Regions from separate parts of the Mus musculus genome. Here all the other regions are linked to region 2. A link is a contact called in public ChIA-PET and HiChIP or PLAC-seq data. All regions are on one chromosome and are shown on one strand. Each heading gives the region's core, a stretch centred on a gene start, on an enhancer-like site or on the middle of the called end of the contact. The rest is flanking DNA. Distances are from core to core; before and after follow the strand shown.

What was found. ChIA-PET counts read pairs in DNA pulled down with a chosen protein or histone mark. HiChIP or PLAC-seq counts read pairs in DNA pulled down with a chosen protein or histone mark.
Region 1: an H3K4me3 HiChIP or PLAC-seq map of bone marrow-derived macrophages shows a contact between it and region 2, with 5 times the contacts expected there. The contact joins two enhancer-like sites. A contact is called at or near these places in 1 of 15 datasets of contacts at CTCF or cohesin (large pre-B cells), 6 of 484 Hi-C or Micro-C datasets (the G1E-ER4 cell line, the HPC-7 cell line, Th1 cells and 2 more) and 3 of 115 datasets of contacts at active chromatin or transcription factors (bone marrow-derived macrophages, embryonic stem cells and memory CD8 T cells).
Region 3: a contact with region 2 is called in an RNA polymerase II ChIA-PET map of memory CD8 T cells, with 17 read pairs. The contact joins two enhancer-like sites. A contact is called at or near these places in 1 of 484 Hi-C or Micro-C datasets (embryonic stem cells) and 1 of 115 datasets of contacts at active chromatin or transcription factors (memory CD8 T cells).

Annotation. Positions count from the first base shown.
Region 1 is chr1:13,511,134-13,515,588 of GRCm38.p6, reverse strand. No RefSeq gene overlaps it. Among named protein-coding and RNA genes, the nearest start is that of Tram1, 77 kb to the left of the region's middle. Within about 2 kb of position 1,573, at least 89 of the 459 cell types and tissues checked have an H3K27ac peak or open chromatin away from gene starts, as enhancers often do. A contact at or near this core is called in bone marrow-derived macrophages and memory CD8 T cells, where this site is marked.
Region 2 is chr1:13,228,635-13,233,093 of GRCm38.p6, reverse strand. All of the region lies in intron 2 of Ncoa2 (nuclear receptor coactivator 2), which reads left to right. Among named protein-coding and RNA genes, the nearest start is that of Prdm14, 100 kb to the right of the region's middle. Within about 2 kb of position 1,438, at least 21 of the 459 cell types and tissues checked have an H3K27ac peak or open chromatin away from gene starts, as enhancers often do. A contact at or near this core is called in bone marrow-derived macrophages and memory CD8 T cells, where this site is marked.
Region 3 is chr1:13,556,467-13,561,210 of GRCm38.p6, reverse strand. No RefSeq gene overlaps it. Among named protein-coding and RNA genes, the nearest start is that of Tram1, 31 kb to the left of the region's middle. Within about 2 kb of position 1,705, at least 59 of the 459 cell types and tissues checked have an H3K27ac peak or open chromatin away from gene starts, as enhancers often do. A contact at or near this core is called in memory CD8 T cells, where this site is marked.

The sequences.
Region 1 (4,455 bases), core at 324-2,823, 280 kb before region 2:
CTGACAGAATGTAAAAGGTCACAGAAACCCTGAAATTGGCAAAATAGATTTCATTGTTAGTAGAAGTAGCTTCACTGATTTAGAAAAATAGAGGTGCACAATGCTCTGGCCACTCCTCGAACCCGTGTGTCTGCCAATGTTCTGAATGTTCCTTGAACCCAGGTGTGTGCCCACTGCTGCACCTCACTGCCAGGTGTTTGTGATATTGGTTGCTGGGATAGAGTTGGAAAATCTCCCCAGCAACCACAGCTGGGGCCAATCTGGAGTTACTGCACCTGCATTAGAATCCTTCCTCATTTCCCACCCATACCCATTTCTTGTGAAATCAATCATTTTACATTGTTTAGATTTGGAAATCCTCTACTCTCCCTTCTCCTTTCCCACCCCCCTGAGGGCCTATAAAAACTGGGACCCCTTTCTCCTCTGGGTCAACTCCTCTACCCCTGTGTGGGATACGAGTCATCCCAGAGCTCTGGCTTTCCCAGAATAAAGCCTCATGTAGTTTGCATCAAGTTTGGTCTCTTGTGAGTTCTTGGGGGGTTCGCTATTATCCTGAGACTTGAGTGAGGGTCTCCCTTCGGAGGTCTTTCATTGGGGGCTCATCCGGGATTGGCGCGACCACCCACGTCTCCGAAGACCCACTTGGAGATGAGATTTTTTTTTTGTCTAAAAATATTTCTGTGAGCTGGCAAGGTTCAGTGCTGAAATTTGCAGCCGCAACATTTTGTGAGAAATGGAGACCAGAGACCAGCGCCTCAGGGTGAGGCACGGAGTGTGAACAGCAGACGTGCTAGAATCACTGGCTGTGCTGCTCTGGGGGTTGCCCCGAGGGAGGGGAAGGACTTCGTCTGGGGCAGGGAGTGAAGAGTCAGTAGTCTTTCTAGATTGGAGGATTTACGCATTTTCCCAACCTTTTGCATTTCTGAGTTGGTTTTGTCTGTCCGTTAGAAGATGGGCATTTGTCAGTGTGTGTTTGTTTTTTGTCTGTTTTCAGGCATTTGTCAGTGTGTGTGTGTTTTTTGTGTCTGTTTCATGTTTTCTGTGATATTGGATGATAGGACAGACTGTAACGACCCACCCTAAGTTTGACTTTAGACCACTGGACTGAAGTTAGATCAAGGGCCCATAATAGATCAGTAGAAATTAAGAACGGATCTTGGCAGACTTTTTGGGCCTCCGAGTGGCATAAAATGGCCACTGGAGGGGACTTTTGATTTGACTCTTATCTTTGAAGTTAAAGCCATTGTTTTTCAGAGCGGACCTGGGTCCTACTCGGATCAACAGCCTTACCTTATCCAGAATTTACTGCCCCCCCTCATGCATCTCGGAGCCCTTCTCCCCCCCGCCCCCTGCTGCTCCTGTGCGCGCAGGTGGGTCAACACAGCACCCTCACTTTCTGCCCTAAGAAGCAGTGAGCACAGCAGCAGCGGCAGTGTGGACCCTGCCTGGACCAGCACGCTTTCTGGCCCAGTGGTGAGAAGGCCGCTCCCCGGGCGAGCAAGTGAGCAGCCCTGAGCCCGAACAAAAGTGAAACCAAAGGTTCTGCCCAAAACCGAGCTTCCCCTTCAACCCACAGCTCCCCTCAAGAGGAGCCTCCTGAGTAGCCACAATCTCCTCCCCCTCCACCCTATCTTCTACTCCCACTGGCAGCCAGGACCCGGAGTCGATGAGCCCAGAGTCCCCCAGCACATGCGCTCTTGACACCACTTCTGCTTTTCCTTTGCAAGCTGTGGGTGACCTGCCTGCGGACATGAAATCTCTGCAGATCTGTATAATTAGAAAGATAACCATGCCTCCTTTCCGAGAATCTGGCCAGCCTGAGGGGGCTGGTAAAGTCTCTTATGTTTTCTCATCAACCAACTTGAGATGATTGTCAGCAGCTCCTCCAGGTTCTGTTTACCGCTGAAGAAAAAGAGCGCATTCTCCTGGAGGCTCAAAAAAATGTTCCCAGAGTGAATCGAGTCCCAACCAACCTACCTAATGAGATTAACACTGGGTTCCCTCTAGACCGGCCAGATTGGAACTACAACATGGCTCAAAGTAAGGAGAGGTTGGCAGTTTACCGCCAGGCTCTAGTCTAAAGGGAGTGACAAGACACCCCACCAATTTGGCTAAGGTAAGAGAGGTGATGCAGGGCCCTACCAAGCCCCTGTCTGTTTTTCTGAAAAGATTGATGAAAGCTTATAGATGCTATACTCTTTTTGACCCAACCTCTGAGGGTCAACAAGCTGCAGTTGCTATGGCTTTTATAGGGCAATCAGCATCAGATATTAAGAGAAAGTTACAAAGACTAGAAGAATTACATGCCATGGCTTTACAAGATTTAGTCAAGGAGGCAGAAAAGGTGTATCACAAGAGAGAGACAGAGGAAGAGAAGAAAGAGAGGGAAAAGCGTGAAGAAGAAGAGAGAGAGAGAATAAGAGGGATAGAAGACAGGAGAGGAATTTAAGCAGGATTTTGGCCGCAGTAGTAGGAGAACATAAAAGAAAGAAGAGGCCAGAGAATAGACAGACAGGGTACCTGGGCAACAGGGAACCTAGACATGGAAAAAGAAAACCTGTTCAGAAGACTTTCGAAAAGGACCAATGTGCCTATTGCAAAGAAAAAGGACTGTGATTCTAATACCAGCACCAGCTACTCCAAGAATCGAGAAAATTCAGGTGAGAAAATTCTTGGGCTCTGCTGGGTTCTGCAGACTTTGGATACCTGGGTTTACAACACTGGCTGCCCCCTTGTACCCCCAGACCAAAGAAAGAAGAGAATTCAGATGAACATCAGAACATCAGAAAGCCTTTGCAAATATTAAGGAGGCCCTGCTGACTGTGCCAGCCTTGGCATCGCCAGATCTAACCAAACCCTTCATCCTCTATGTTGATGAGAGGGCAGGGGTGGCCAGAGTTCTTACTCAGGTTCTAGGGCCATGGAAGAGGCCCGTAATATATTTGTCTAAGAAGCTGGACCCAGTGGCCAGCAGATGGCCCACATGTTTAAAGACTGTTGCTGCAGTAGCCTTACTCATTAAAGATGCTGACAAATTAACTTTGGGACAGCAAATAACTGTGGTAGCTCCCCACTCTCTTGAAAGCATTATCCACCAGCCCCCAGACCAATAGATGACAAACGCCTGGATGACCCACTACCAGAGTTTGTTGCTGACTGAACGGGTCATGTTTGCTCCTCTTGCTATCCTCAATCCTGCCTGAAATGGATGACTCCTTGCCCATTTACTGCTGCGCGGACATCCTTGCTAAAGAAACTGGGAAGGCCCTTCGGATGATTGAGGGGCAGCCCATCAACGTCTATACTGATAGCAGTTTTGATAGATACCTTTTCAAGATAGGTAGATACCTACCCAACGAAAAAAGAAACTGCCAATGTTGTGGTTAAAAAGATCCTAGAAGAAATTTTTCCACGGAATACCTAAGGTAATAGGGTCTGACAACAGACCCGCCTTTGTTACCCAGGTAAGTCAGGGACTGGACATCCAATTGGGGATTAATTGAATTTTACATTGTGTTTATAGACCCCAGAGTTCAGGATAGGTAGAAAAGATAAATAAAACTCTAAAAGAGACCTTGACTAAATTGACCTTAGAGACCGGCGGGAATGACTGGATAGCCCTCATTCCCTTTGCCTTATTCAACATCAGGAACACACTGGGAAAATTTAAGCTCACTCCATATGAAATCCTGTACGGGGGAGGGGGGGCTCCCCCTGCTCACTGAAGTGGGGAGAGTGTTAGATCCTCTAGATTTTAACCCTGGTCCTACATTGTTTACATGCATGAAAGCCCTAAAAGTGGTCAGAAACACTGCCTGGGAGCAGCTCAAAGAGACCTACGAACCAGGAGATTTACTAGTACCACACCAGTTCCAGGTGGGAGATGCAGTTCTCATCCAATGATAACAAGCTGGGAATCTAGAACCTCGTTAGAAAGGCCCTTACATCATGCTGCTGACCACCCCCACTGCTGTCAAAGTAGAAGACATCTCTGCTTAGATTCATGCCTCTCACATAAAGCACGCTCCTGAAAAATAAATCCCCTTGGTTAACCGCCCTCATTTCTACTCTGATAGGCCCTCTAATAATTTTGCTCTTACTGCTGATGTGTGGCCCACTAATTCTTAATAAATTGGTGACCTTTCTTAGAGAAAGGATTAGTGCCATCCAGCTGTTAGTACTAAGACAATACTAGTCTCTGCAGAACCTTGAAGAAGAGATTGCAGTTTAATTCTAAGATTAGAACTAGTAACTAGAAGAAATGGGGAATGAAAGATCCTGACAGAATGTAAAAGGTCACAGAAACCCTGAAATTGGCAAAATAGATTTCATTGTTAGTAGAAGTAGCTTCACTGATTTAGAAAAATAGAGGTGCACAATGCTCTGGCAGCTCCTCGAACCCGTGTGTCTGCCAATGTTCTGACTGTTCCTTGAACTCAGGTGTGTGCCCACTGC
Region 2 (4,459 bases), core at 189-2,688:
CCTGTGGCATGTTCTCCATTAGGACAGGCTGAATCCCCCCCATCTACTCACACCCCATCTCTGCTTTCTGCTCCCTCCTCCCTCCTCACCTTGATCTCTTATCCTTTCTCTCATACCTAGAATACAGTCATTTCAGTGATGTTATAGAGCACCCCTGTGTAAACTCTAATGTATTGACCTATGTTGTACTAACAGAGCAGGTACCCCTACCTCCATCTGTAGTCCCTGCTGTGAATCCCAGCCACCTCTGAGTTGGTGGCTACTTCAGGACACCTCACTCTTCTGAACCCAGTGATGGTGTCTTAGACCAACCAAAAAGCCAGATTCTTGTAAAGCCAGATTCTTGTTTTCCAACCAGTTTATTCCAGTTGTACTTGTTACTATAATTGCATATTGATCTTGAAATTTGAATTTGAAAACATGTATTTGTTAGAAATAATAAGATACGTCATGTGGACAATTTCCTGTTAAACGGGGACATGTAAGACATCTATAGTAGCTGGGGGAGTGATGTTCTTTTAGGTAAACAGTGAAGAAGCACTCTTAAGGGCTTAGTAGGGCTGTGTAAAGATGCATGCCTGCAGTCAGTGCTATGGAGCCTGAAGTGCAGGGACCTGAGGTGAAGGCCAGTCAGTATTCAGTATTCAGGAGGCAGTACACCCCTGTCCCCCAAAAAGAAAAAACCTTAAGTCTTTTTAAATAAATAAAAATGGGAAATCATAGCCCCTTCACTGCAGGTCTGGTTTACACCAGGAAGTGCTGAGAGAGCAGTAAAGATGGATATTCATGCTTATGTACTTATGATGAAATGCTTAAAGTTACAGGCATCATTTTCTATAATTATCTTTCACAACTTTAGTGTTCTTAATCAGCCAATTACTATTTCTGATTTTACAAGGAAAGTTTTCTGTTTAGAGTGAAACTGAGACATCTTGGTGTGCCTGAGAAAGTGCCTAGCAACTTCCTTTCTTTAAACTCTGCGGTCTACAACAGTAATGGAGTCTTATGTATTGACCCACTGGATAGTTCTGAAGGATGTGTGTTTATTACACAATGAAAAAAAGAAAGATTCTATCAAATGATGAAGTAAGCCTTTAATAAGTTAGATTAAGAAAATAATTTCTATAACACATTCAAGTTTATAAATTGGTCTTTTCAGTGATCATTATGTCCTGAACAGATCACTTTAGTGCCCACATTACAGTTAAAATTAAAATTGAGGGACAATTGGGTCCCTCCTACCTCTGCATTTGAGTGCTGGGTTTGAAGGTGAGTGCCATTGCCATTCCTGGCAGGATTAACTTTTGAGTTCTAAAATGTCTTATGTGCCTTGTTCATGTTTCAGAACTGTTCTCTTGGTGCCTTGTTCTCTTCCTGTGTGCAGTGGTGGTGAGCTCACACAGGACGGGTGAAGGGCACGTATATCACTGTATGAGGCACTCAGCCAGTGTCAGTTACTGAGTCACACCTGAGTTTGAGTCCAGCCTGTCCTTTGGTATCTGTGAGACTGAAGTTGCTTTGCAAGCAGGTTAGAGAAGTTAGATAACCAACAGGGTGTATATGTGTCCATCTCAAGACATCAGGCAGAGTGAGGTGTGCAAAGTGTCTGTGTGCAACCTCCTCCTCCTGAGTGAGTGCTAACCAAAAAGCCCCAAGGAAAGAAGATGCTGTAGGGTGAGAGAGAGCGCCATGGAGGTCAGGAACAAAGCTGATTGCCTCAGGCTGAAGGCCTTTGACATCTTAGTCATTTTCTCACATCAACTGGGAAGGCTGTTAAGTCTCAGAAAGAAATTATAAGTAACAGTAAAGAAAGATCATTGAATTTACCTTTGACAAGTTATGAAAGTCTAACATAAATCTTCTTCCTCTGCTCTTGGTTTGCTGATTTCTTTACATTTATACTTAAGCAAATTGGATTTTAAAATGTTAGCTGGAAGCAGGCACCTCACTTGCAGTGCGGAGAAAATGGCTTATGGGGTGCAAGGAGTGGTGCTCTTTCTGTGTTTTCTCATCTGATGCCTTATTAAAAATTGTCTTGCTATTTCTGTCTAGATTCAAAGAGCCCCGTGAGTGCCTGCACTGAGGAATTTAGCCTGAGAGGACGCAGAAAACAGAAACTGGCTCTAGCCAGTGATGTCACACTGATATACCCCAACCCTACCCCACCCCCACACCACTTACATATTCTGCAATGAATTTTGCCAGTGAGGCATTTGGGGCTTGGGGGGAATTTCTTTCTCCCACTTTAAGGAAGATGTAGACATGAAAATGTCACAATGTAATATTTGTGTCACCAGTGACTATGAGTCAAGACATTCATTTGATTATAGCAGTGCACATTAAAGAGCCACCACCCGCTTCTGTTTAATGTGTTTATTACTGTCTTCCCAATGGCATCTTGAAGTGTCTTTCACTAAAAAATTCATGAGTATTATTGGCTTTCAGACAGAAAATACAATATGTCTTTTAGTAACTGTCTAATAGACCACTTTAAGGCCATTATACAAAAGTAAATCTAAGAGCAAAGCATTTTGGGGAGGAAGAATTTTTAGCTTAAACATTTGTTTATACAGTCTTCTTACTCTTGCGTAGAAGAGGATCTGGAACGCAGAAGGTAGTTGCCGACGCCATCTCCTTGGAGAGTAGTTGTAGGGTGTGTTGTTTTCTTTAGTCCTGGCAACTGCTGCTGTTGTAGTATTGAAGTCATTTTCTTTTTTTTCTTTTTTCTTTTTTTCTTTTTTCCCTGAGACAGGGTTTCTCTGTGTAGCCCTGGCTGTCCTGGAACTCACTCTGTAGACCAGGCTGGCCTCAAACTCATTTTCTTTTCTTTTTTTAAGATTTTTATTTATTATTATACATAGGCACACTGTAGCTGACTTCAGATGCACCAGAAGAGGGCGTCAGATCTCATTATGGGTGGTTGTGGGCCACCATGTGGTTGCTGGGAATTGAACTCAGGACTTTTGAAAGAGCAGTCACTGCTCATAACCGCTGAGCCATCTCGCCAGCCCCCTTGAACTCATTTTCTAATGAGGTTGTTGTGTGCCTGACCTGCTGTTTCTTTATAAAGTCAAATATACAATATGGTACTGTAAAGGAGTCAGATTAAACTGAGACTCTGCTTCCAAATAAGATGTCTTTCATCATGCTTTCCTTAGAAGTGACTCTTGTAAACGTTTGCAAGCTAACAACTGTCAGTGTGGACAGTGCATGTACTGGTGTGCAGTTTGTGAGTCTGAACATGTAGGTAACTGTGGGAGCCATAGTGTTGTTTAAGATGAAGTTAAAAGGATTCCTGTGTTCTAATAAAAATTTAATACTCCTTGCAGGAAAGTAATACCCCATTTTACTACCTCAGATACTTTAAACTAATATATGATGTCCTCTCTCCATTTGGTTTTTCTGTGTACTTTCACCCACATTAAGTACGTGTCTCGTTCTGCTTCACTTTGATTGGTATATATCGTGCTGCTTTGTTTGTGTGAATCATAAGTATTTTTTATATAATCTGTATATTTACTACATTAAGTGAATGTTTATTTAGCTGTTGGGGCAAAAGTTGGAATCTTATCAGAGTAGCGCTTGCCTGGGATAGTTTTGACCAGTGAGCACAATTGGGAACCAGGTTATTTCCAAAATGTTTGTCCCCTCTCTCTCCTCTTCCCAGTACTCACAAGCAGAAGATCCACTTTGTCCGTTCAAGTATTAGCTACTGTGTTTTCTTACGTGTATCAGAGAAGGCCCAAGAATTGTGAGTTTGTATAATACAGAGCTCCTTCTCCCTGGAAAGTGTAGGTAGATCTGGAGAGAATTGAGAATGGCTGTTCTCACATGACCTGATAAACTGGGGAAGCGCAGTGAGTTTCTAAGCAATGGGCTCTCCCTCAAAGAGCAGAGATGGAGGGTAGTCTTTTATGTGTGTTAACGTGCAAACATTTCTCGGCGTTCTGAAAGGTGGTCCCCAGCACTTAGGCAGACGGATTGGGAGTTCAGGTCTGCTGTGGGCTACAGAGGATAACCCTGTTCAGAAAACCAAGGGCTGGAAGAGTTCTTGTCTAGCGCTCTCAAGGCCCTGGGCTTGATCCCCATCACTGAAAAATTGTGCAGATCCAGCTACCATTGTGCACCAGTTTCGTGGATCTTAAGTGAGCCGAGAAAGATTGGAAAGACCTGGGCTGTGGTGGTGCGCACCTTTCCTCCCAGCATTGGAGAGGCAGCATTGGGCAGGCAGATCTCTGAGATTGAGCCCAACCTCTACAGATTGAATTCCAGAACAGCCAGGACGACGAAAAAGGCTGGCCCCCATGGAAAAGCTATGATCAAAGGACTTGTTTTACCTCTCTGTGTGGACATGTATCATTTCTGTCCATCTCAAAGTCAGGAACTTACTAGGGCCCAACTCTCAAACTATGTCTTTTTGGAGCTAGGAAGAGGCCTGGTGCTTGGTGGAGTTGTTACA
Region 3 (4,744 bases), core at 456-2,955, 330 kb before region 2:
TTAGTTGTAATGGGTTCGAACCTGCTATGCCCCTGTTCCCTTGTGGCTCAGCAAGTGTCAGTTCTTATCCAGACAGGCTGTCTCCAATTTTTCCTGGCATTGGTAAGGGAAGCCAGCCTCCATTCTGAGAATTCCTAAAATACCCTTCACAGCGCAAACTGCCATACACTGGGCGTCTTATAAGCAAAAGAAATTACTTCTGTCACCTTGGAGGTGGGGAAACCCAGGATCAAGGCACTGGCAGATCTGGTGTTAACCTGGTGAAAGGAGCAAGCAGCTTCCTTAGGCCTCTTCACAGAGACTAATCCATTCACAGAATCCATGGGACTAAGTTATCTGTAAATCCTCCACCTCATAACACCATCATGAGGTGGAGATGGGGGGCAGGGGGGTTGGGCTCTGCATGAATTTGGAGGTGGGGTAGAAACTACACTCATCCAACATTAAGAATACTGTGTGTTGTTGATTCTAAAACACACTCCCTTTAAGCAATGGCAAGTTTTTTCGTGACAGCTTATAAAGATGTTTGGATGCTTGTCTCCTGAGTTGGGCACCCTCATGGACGTTGGTGTTGCTGGAAACCCACGTGTTCCATGTCCTCCACTGCCAGCTTTGCCCACCTCTGCCCTGTGATGATACAGCAGGTAAGCTTTTACTAGGCAGGGGGGTGGGGGCTCGATCTTGCACTTAAAGGCTTCTTGACCCTGGACACAATAACTTCCTGCTTATTATGAATTACCCAACATTACATTCTGTTATAACAGCACAAAAGCAGCAAATCCTTAAACAGGGTGAAGTGAAACAAAAATTACTAACATTTATTGAGAGGTGCTGAGCCTCCATCTTTCAAGTGCTCAATCATGCCCCTCCCTGACACGTTTCACTGGCACCCTAGAAGTATGTAGGGACCATTTCCAGCCACCTTCTATAAATGTGGAATCTCAGCAGTGCTGGGTGATTTGCAAGGGGTAAAAGCCAGGCTTTTCAAGAAGGGCATATTTGGTAACACTGCTGCCCTCCCCAAGGTTCTACTTCACAAATTATATGCTATAGGGAGGTGGCAGCTCACAGTGGGTGGGGAAGGGGAAGAAGGAAATACTAGAGAAGACTGGTGGGAGGGAGGGGTGCCCTCTAAGAAAGGAGTGAACCAAGAAGCCCAGGGTGAGGGTGCCGGGTAGATGCAGAGGAAGGAAGCATTAGTTAGAACAACCACTTGGAACAGAAAATGTAGTAAACCAAGGGAGGCTGGCAGGGATTGGCAAGACAGAGCTGGTGCCTGGCTTCCTAACTCCACACATTCATAGCCTCCCACCTTTGGTGGTGTCCAGCAGGAAGCTTAGCCGGCAGGCCCAGGCAGTGCTGAGCCTGGTAAAGGAATCTATGCCCACTCCCACTACCCCGTAACATGCCCACCCCTCAGCAAGTCTCTCCTGTGAGGACTCAGGCAGTAAAGAAAGATCTTTGGACTCTCCCAGGCAAGGCCCCAAAGCCTAATTGTAAAGCACCCAGGTATGTTCTCATAAGTGAGTCTGGACACCACAGGACTAGTTCTATGGGCTGGGATCTCTAATTGAATACAAAACAGAAACTGAACAGCGGAATCTTTTTCATGTCTCTGTTTTTTGACTACGGATACAACGGGACCTGCAGCCTCAAGCTCCTATGGCCACACCTTCTCTCCACCACTGTGGGTTACACCCCACAGCTGTGAATCCACTTCCTTCCTAATGTTTCCTTTGACAAGTATTTCACTGAAACAGTGAGACACGTAACTAACTAATATATAATCAAACAATGGATTCTTTTTTTTCCTTTTTTTACACTTTCAAAGCTCATTTTCCTTGCTGAGTACGGTTTTGTTTAAGGCTCTATAAATTTGACTTAAAATTCTAGAAATGAAAGAACATGGGGAAAAATTAATGTTAGTCTAGGTGCCCAGACACCGAGTACACAGGTTTCAATATGCAACTATGCTGAGGTAAAATCTAGGCTACAGGGCCACTTGAGAAAGCCTTGTATAATTAGATTTCTCTAAGTGGAGCTCAGAGATCACAACTGAGAGTCTGTATTCTTTCATAGCCCCCTTTTGAGTCTCCTAACAAAAGAATCCAGCAAAGCTAAATTGGAAAATAGAAGAGTTCTTTCCTATAGCAGTCAAAATGGGCTACAACATGCAAGGAACAAGGACCTCTGCCCCAAGAGACTCTGAAGGAAAAGGAGTTTATGTGACCAGGCCCAAGGAGACAGCCAGAGGAAGGAGCACAGCCTGTGGAAGGAACCAGAGGCCACCACTGTCACAAGAGTCCATTTTATGGAGACTTGAGAAGACCAAAGCAGCTGGGTCCTAGAATCTTACTGGGAGCCACAGAGGAGTAAGAGAGACAGACAGGCTTTTTCTCTTCTGGTCCCAGGTGCTTCGGGAGCTTCAGTTACTGTGCTGACACGGCCAAGTCCAAGAACCACATCACACACAACCAGTCCTGCAAATGGTACAGGAATGGTATCAAGAAACCCCGGTCACCTAAAAATTCCACCAGAGAACTCCTAAACCTGATAAACAGCTTCAGTGAAGTAGCTGGATATAAAATTAACTCAAACAAGTCAATGGCCTTTCTCTACACAAAGGATAAACAGGCTGAGAAAGAAATTAGGGAAACAACACCCTTCACAATAGTCACAAATCATATAAAATACCTTGGCGTGACTCTAACTAAGGAAGTGAAAGATCTGTATGATAAAAACTTCAAGTCTCTGAAGAAAGAAATTAAAGAAGATCTCAGACGATGGAAAGATCTCCCATGCTCATGGATTGGCAGGATCAACATTGTAAAAATGGCTATCTTGCCAAAAGCAATCTACAGATTCAATGCAATCCCCATCAAAATTCCAACTCAATTCTTCAACGAATTAGAAGGAGCAATTTGCAAATTCATCTGGAATAACAAAAAACCTAGGATAGCAAAAACTCTTCTCAAGGATAAAAGAACCTCTGGTGGAATCACCATGCCTGACCTAAAGCTTTACTACAGAGCAATTGTGGTAAAAACTGCATGGTACTGGTATAGAGACAGACAAGTAGACCAATGGAATAGAATTGAAGACCCAGAAATGAACTCACACACCTATGGTCACTTGATCTTCAACAAGGGAGCTAAAACCATCCAGTGGAAGAAAGACAGCATTTTCAACAATTGGTGCTGGCACAACTGGTTGTTATCATGTAGAAGAATGCGAATCGATCCATACTTATCTCCTTGTACTAAGGTCAAATCTAAATGGATCAAAGAACTTCACATAAAACCAGAGACACTGAAACTTATAGAGGAGAAAGTGGGGAAAAGCCTTGAAGATATGGGCACAGGGGAAAAATTCCTGAACAGAACAGCAATGGCTTGTGCTGTAAGATCGAGAATTGACAAATGGGACCTAATGAAACTCCAAAGTTTCTGCAAGGCAAAAGACACCGTCAATTCTTAAACACGTTCTCACGACCGGCCAGGAAGAACACAACAAACCAGAATCTTCTGCGGCAAAACTTTATTGCTTACATCTTCAGGAGCAGGAGCGCAAGCCCCCAAGCCCAAAAACGAAAGCCCCCCGCTTACATCTTTAGGAGCCAGAGCGCCAGCGCGCCAGAGCGCCAGGGCGCAGAGCAAGAGAGAGAATGGCGGAAACCCTGTCCCCTTTTAAGGAGAATTATTCTTTGCCTAGGACGCATCACTCCCTGATTGGCTGCAGCCCATGGCCGAGTAAAGGCAGAGTACATGTAGTGGAAAATTACTCTTGGCACATGCGCAGATTATTTGTTTACCACTTAGAACACAGGATGTCAGCGCCATCTTGTGACGGCGAATGTGGGGGCGGCTCCCAACATCTCCCCCTTTCCTTTTAATAAGAGCAATAGGCCACCCATATTAATGAGAGTGGAGATAGAGGTCAAATCCCCAGTGTGCAGGTAAAGGAGCCATGTACAGGATTAGCTCTTAGGCTCACAGGCTTTTACCCAGAGCAACCCTGACCTGCTCTCGTGTCGTTTTGCCTGGAGAGAAGGACACTTGGACACTCAACCTTCTTGAAAGATGACATGTCTCCCTAGAATAGGCTCATATATGCCGCAGAGCCCTTCTACTGCAGTGCTTAGCCGTGCAACTCTCTCGGGCTGCTGAAGCACACTCACTCTATCCCGTGCAATGAGTCTAGCCTCGTGGGATGCAAGAGCTGAGTGGCCAGCGACCTATTGCCTAAGCATAGATATATCAGGGGAAGCACCATGTTCTAGAGCTGCAAGTGCCTGGGCAATAACCACCTTGTCTCTCCTAGTTTGGGCCTTAAGCTTACAGACCAACCAAAGAAGCAACACTAATCCACAGCAAAGTGTATCTCCAAATAATATCAATCCCACCCATTCTTTAAAGAAGGGAAATGCTGAGGAGATCCAATTGGGTAATCCTTTGGTCAGGGACAGGTCCAAGCGCGTGGAGTTGACCTGAAGTCTCAATTCTCGAAGGATCTGTTCAAATTTAGCCGTCCAATTCTGTAACATATACTGAAAAAGACTTTTTGACAAATTAGCTGCCCTAGTAAATTTCTCATACTGAATGGAAGTAACACACAATCCCGGAAACTTTTGTTCACATCCCAGCTGAGCTATTTGCCATAATACATCTAGTTGTTTCTGGACAAGATCTATGAGTTGATTAACCAGCATGAGACCACCCTGTATCTTGACATTAGCTGAGGCCTG